Regions from separate parts of the Mus musculus genome. Here region 1 is linked to region 2. A link is a contact called in public Hi-C data. All regions are on one chromosome and are shown on one strand. The core of a region is the stretch at or near the end of the contact, and the rest is flanking DNA. Distances in the headings are between cores, read along the strand shown. Region 1 overlaps Ank1 (ankyrin 1, erythroid). Region 2 overlaps Ank1 (ankyrin 1, erythroid).

Evidence for each region. Hi-C and Micro-C count contacts between places; a contact is called where the count stands out from the background.
Region 1: a contact with region 2 is called in a Hi-C map of cerebellum, with 2.3 times the contacts expected there. The contact joins two enhancer-like sites. A contact is called at or near these places in 3 of 15 datasets of contacts at CTCF or cohesin (CD8 T cells and the NIH/3T3 cell line), 45 of 484 Hi-C or Micro-C datasets (3T3-L1-derived adipocytes, the BV-2 cell line, the C3H10T1/2 cell line and 27 more), 14 of 115 datasets of contacts at active chromatin or transcription factors (T-cell acute lymphoblastic leukemia, bone marrow-derived macrophages, embryonic fibroblasts and 7 more) and 4 of 9 other capture datasets (adipose tissue, liver, macrophages and 1 more).

Annotation. Positions count from the first base shown.
Region 1 is chr8:23,107,990-23,110,689 of GRCm38.p6, forward strand. It overlaps Ank1 (ankyrin 1, erythroid), which reads left to right. Exons shown (of 44, transcript NM_001110783.3): 20 at 187-285; 21 at 1,259-1,351; 22 at 1,668-1,740; 23 at 2,358-2,381. Among named protein-coding and RNA genes, the nearest start is that of Mir486, 33 kb to the right of the region's middle. Within about 2 kb of position 1,437, at least 13 of the 459 cell types and tissues checked have an H3K27ac peak or open chromatin away from gene starts, as enhancers often do. A contact at or near this core is called in cerebellum, where this site is marked.
Region 2 is chr8:23,042,696-23,045,395 of GRCm38.p6, forward strand. The region is part of intron 1 of Ank1 (ankyrin 1, erythroid); the gene reads left to right. Among named protein-coding and RNA genes, the nearest start is that of Gm51563, 7.0 kb to the left of the region's middle. Within about 2 kb of position 1,281, at least 13 of the 459 cell types and tissues checked have an H3K27ac peak or open chromatin away from gene starts, as enhancers often do. A contact at or near this core is called in cerebellum, where this site is marked.

The DNA.
Region 1 (2,700 bases), core at 187-2,686, 65 kb after region 2:
ACCCCTGGGCACTCACTTAGGAATCAGCCAGAGCCACTCAAGACCCCACCTCAGTCCTAAGTTTTGAAAAAAGGAAATGGGGTGGGGGGGGGAGCAGGAGGGATAGTAGATGGACTTTGGAGTTTGCATGCAGTTCTTTCCAGCAACTCTTAACCAACCCTGTCAAATGCCTGCCTCCCTTCGTAGCTAGGATACAGCCCCTTGCACCAGGCAGCTCAACAAGGACACACAGACATTGTGACATTGCTCCTGAAGAATGGTGCTTCTCCAAATGAGGTCAGCTCGGTGAGTACCTACCCGGTCCCGTTTGAGACAGATCAAGGGGCAATGCCAAGACCAAGGTACCTTACACCCAGCTCCCAGGCTAACATCTCCTGGGCGCTCACTTAGGAATCAACCAGAGCAACTCTGAGGCCCTGCCTCAGTCCTGAGCTTTGAAAAAAGGAAACAGGGGGTAGGGACAACCTAACTACATAGGTTGTTGACAGTCTTGGGTCTGCACAGAGCTGTGTGCCTTGCATATTCCAGGCTTAGACACTGGAGTGATCGTAGAATAGTGTTCCCAGCACCATGCCTCCTCTCCTCTGGCTCGTACCTATTTCTGCTGACACACCCTCTGGTGTGTTTGAAGCTGCCTTCACTATGACAGGAGTAGGCAAATTTAAGTGCTTTGGGCCTGCCTCAAAGACACCCCTAGCAGCCTTGGTGATTTCAGGATGCATTTCCTGCTCTCCTTGCGGGGGTGTGTAGGGTTACCTTGCAAGGCTGTTCCCAGCTTGGAAGGCTGTAGAGCCTTGCCTGTAGAAGTGTTTGCTGAGGGTCTGCACAGGGCTGAAGCCACGTGGACTCCAGGTCACATTCTGCAAGCAGAGAAGGATTTCACAGAGAACAAAAGCTTCGGCACTGTGCAATTTTCCCTGAGCTCTTCTGCCAGCTGGATCCTGGGGTTTCCTTACTGGCTCCTCCCCGAAGTGCTTGCCTGCCCTGGGAGCGGGGGCAGGTGGCAGCGGGGAGGGTGCCTTGTTCTCATGCCAAGGCCATATACCCAACACCTAGGGCTTACAGTTTGTCCTATTCTCCTTCCTGCCTTGTCCCATCTCTGTGGCCCCAAGGATCACATACTTATGCATACCTCTTCTTGGCTCCAAGGGCCAGTCTGTCTTTGTGGGCGCTTGTGAAGAATCCAAGGGTACTGGATCTGTGCTCAGGAGACAGACTCTCCTCTCTGACTCTCTCTCTTGTCTCTCCTTTGTCCTAGAACGGAACCACACCTCTGGCAATAGCCAAACGTTTGGGCTACATCTCTGTAACAGACGTGCTCAAGGTGGTCACAGATGAAACCAGTGTGGTGGTAGGTCTCCACCCCCTACCCCAGCTGTGGCCATGGGCCCTGAGGGTTACTGCCCAAAGTCAATGCCTCCCGCCTGGTAGGCACTGTTTAGCTACAGGTGGGGCATACTGCCACCTAGTGACCAAAGAATTGAATGGGCGAGGAAACGGGAAGTCTGGGCATGAGCTTCCAGATCAAATGCCTCCTGGGCCTGGCTTTCTTTGGCAACATATCTTTTCTATCACCTTTCCTGGCTGCTCATTTGGGGCAGTAGCAGGACAGAAACAAGTGTGCCTGGCTCCTTATGGGTCCCAGCCCCCGCCCTTTCTCTTTTCAGTTAGTCAGTGACAAACACCGGATGAGCTACCCTGAGACGGTGGACGAGATCCTGGACGTGTCTGAAGATGAAGGTAAAATCTTTGTGGATGAACTCAGGCTCCATTCTCTCAAGCATCCCTCAGAGCCCCTCAAACCTATCTAGCCTAAACATACAAGTATACAATGTAGCTAGGGAGACCCACTTCTTACAGACATTGCCTATTGACAAAATAACTCCTTTCAGATGATCTCGAGTCTTCATGGGCAAGTTAGTTGGTAGGTTTGATACAATTGCATTTGATCAAGAGCTGGCAACAGCTGCAGCAACATCTGGCTGCTGTTCTCCTTGAGCTTCAGTAACTAATAAGGCAGGTTTTTAAGACTGAGAACGCATACTGGTCAGCTGCCCTTCTGACCTAGTGGGGCAGAAAGTTTGAAGTCTTCTCCATTACCATTGGGTGATGGGTGATTAAGGTTTCAACTTTGTGATCTCCAGAGTATCTTTCACCTCCTTTCTCCCCACTCCCAAGTAAGCCCCAAATCAAGGGAACCCAGGATAGCGAGGATGGGCTTGATCTGTGGCCCCCTCTGTCTAGAATTTGGTGGTGGTATGACGGTCAGCTAGACAGTTCTAATGCCCCCTTCTTAATAACGTGCCTCTCACTATACTGGGTCTGATGCTTCAACTTGGCTCTTCTTTGCCTTCCAGGAACTGCTCACATATCTATAATGGGTATGAAATGCTTTCTGTTCCCTGTGGTCTTTCTCACCAGAGCACATCCCACCATAAGCACACAAGTTCCTCACTAACCCATGCCTGCTTCTCATCCTCCGAGGCCCGGCCCCACGCAGGGCCCAGAGCTGACTAAAACAGGATCGCACACCATGAAACCACCCCTGTATCTGTGTTCATGCCTCTGTGTTTGTGCTCATCCTGCATGAACAGTTCTATGTCCATCTTGTTGGCTCCCGGTCACAGGGACAGGGCTGCAGATCACCAGGGCCAGGGCTCCGGATGCAGTGGGAGAGCCAGGACGGGGCCCAGGGCCCAA
Region 2 (2,700 bases), core at 31-2,530:
GCTACCTTCTGAGCTGGACCCGAAGAGGCACAGAATGGGAGAAACAATGGCCGTTGGTCTTTTCATTGTCAAATGTGAGCAAATTGCCATGCAGGGTTATCAGTTAGCTCGGAGCTGGCAGTCCAGCTCCCTTAAGCTTTCAACAGAATCACCAACAAACTAGGCTTGACTGCAACAAACTAGGCCAGCTGCGCCTTCAACCTGTGCTATGTCTTTGCATGGCTCAGGTCCTGGAACCCTGACCAGGGATGGAGCGACAATGAGAAAAAGACAAACGTGGATGCACAGCTAAGCATGATCATGTGATCTGGGCTGTGGGTCCCCCAAACAACAGTGCATTTTATTACATACAGTTGAACAGGAAGACCGGCTATTGCATACAGCTAAACCAGGAGGCAGGGTTGTCATATACAGCTGAACCAGGAGGAGAGTGGTTATAAACAGCTCAACAAGGGGGCAGGATTGTTACACACAGCAGAACCAGGAGGCAGGGTTGTAATATACAGCAAACCAAGAGGCAGAGTTGCTATACACAGCTGAGCCAGGAGGCTGGTTTGTTTGATCTCAGTAAGAACCGCTTCTACAGGGCAGTAGTCTTCAGACTGTACACATGGGGGTGGGGGTACGGTGGTCTTTTTCTGCACAGACTATCAGCATTTACACTAGGACTCCAGGACGGCTTTTCCATCCATCTGAGCCACACCCAAGGAAGTCTTTGCCACTCCCAAAGTGTCAAGGTGTCTCTGTGACATGGCTGTTGTCCTTAAACAATACTCATTCCCTCAGCATGGGACTTACTGTCTACAACCTCGCTTCTTTTGCTGGTATAACTGCTTGTCCACCTCTGGTCCCTTCTGGCGCCGCCCAGCAGCAGGTTCCTTCCTGTTCAGGATCTCTTGCGCTAAATCAATACTTGCAGTTTTTAAACTGAAAGACCTCTCTGCATGCATGTAGATGGAGAGTTTGAAAAATGTGTCGATTCATTAAGGAAAGCTTGCCCTGTGCCGCTTTAATTCTGTGTGGACACTCCCATAAAGCTAGCCTTCTGCCAGGGCTCCAGTCTTTGTCCGGTTTTGTGAAAGCGGCCCTGATGGGGTGAAGAATGGAGGATAGAGGCTGGATTTCCACTATCCATTGGGATTGTTTGCTTCAGTTTTGAACACTCACTTCACTTTCAGTGTTCTTGGGTTTTTTGCACATGAAGCATAGACCTGGGCACCTGCCACTGACTCCCACGGCAGTACCCGGTGTTAGGCACTGAGCCGTGTTAGCAGATTGCACTGGGTGTGTCAGGCACGGGGTGACATTTAGTGGGGACTTGAGGATTTAAGCCAATAGAGCTGAGTCCTGCTCTCTGCTTCACTCATTTGAGGTTTGGGCACCAGGAACTTGGTCACCAGCATTTTAATAGACAGGATGTTTGCACAGTGAGCAGTGCCTGGGCGAGCCTTAAGTTGTGGCTCATGTCTTGGCTTTGTTTATTGGAGATAATTGTTTGTTTGTTTGTTTGTTTAACAGCACTGGGCTCCCAGCCATTACTGACAGCTGATGTAGGTGGGGGTGGAAGGCCTGCCTTCAGAACACCCCATTTTAGTAAGCTTCCTTTCCACGCAGTCCATTCAGGGCTCCGGGGCAGCACGCAGGGATTTCCTTGGATTTCCCTTCCTGACACTCACCCAGGCTTCCATAACAGCCCCGAGTCCTTGGCCCCGTTCCTCACTCGAAGTCCTCAGTGGCCTTTTCTGACTGATAAGCAATTTTCAAGCATTCTGGGATAGAGAAGGCCCATGGAGAGGTACAGCAGCTTTGAAGTGGCCTGCAATGGAGGCTCCCAAAACATAGAGAGCTTCCAGTAGAGCTAAGGCAGCCACCCAAAGGCAGAGGTCCAGAGATCAGATGCGGCCATCTTGGGAGTTTCAGAAGAGGGGATTTTTGCAAGGGGGGGGGTGTGTGGAAGCTGTGGGAAGTCAGAGAAGAGAGTTGCCCCGAATTGGCTGTAAGGGCAGATTTGATGTTGGCACTGGAGAGTGAGGGGAAGGGGAACTAAAGGAGCAAGACTCTGAATCCTAGCATGTCAGAGCAGCTCAAAGCCCAGAAAGAAGAGCTTAAAGGAAGCATGGGACCCACAAGGGCCCTAACCTGGCTCTTCCGGGGGTTTGAATGATGTCAGAGCAACAGTGAGCAATAGAGGGTCCCCGGCAAACAGAAAGCCAGATCTTATGATAGTTATAGCAATGCTGTCACCCCAACACTCTGGAGGCTGATGCAGGAGGACTGCTAAAAGTTTAAGGTTAGTCCAGGATTCGTAATTGCATTGTGTCAAAAACTGGGAGGAAAGGGGGCTGACCAGATAAAACGGTGGTTTCCACCAGACCTGATGACGTGAGTCTGATCCCCGGAGCCTACATGGTAGAAGGAGAGCGTTGACTCACACAAGCTGTTCTCTGGCCTCTACATGTGCACCATTGACACACATGTCTGCCACCCTCATAGATCCTTACAACGGTTAAACAAACAAATGAATATATTTAATATTTTTTTTAATGAGAGAAAAACTTAGGATAGGATTCTGGCTGTGGGTAGGGGATGGCCTAGACCTACCTGCATGGAGGTCAGCAGATGGAAGTTCAAAGGTGGGGAGGTGAGGACTCCAGAGAAGAAGGGGTGAAGGACAGAGGTCAGGAAGCATCCATCAGAAAG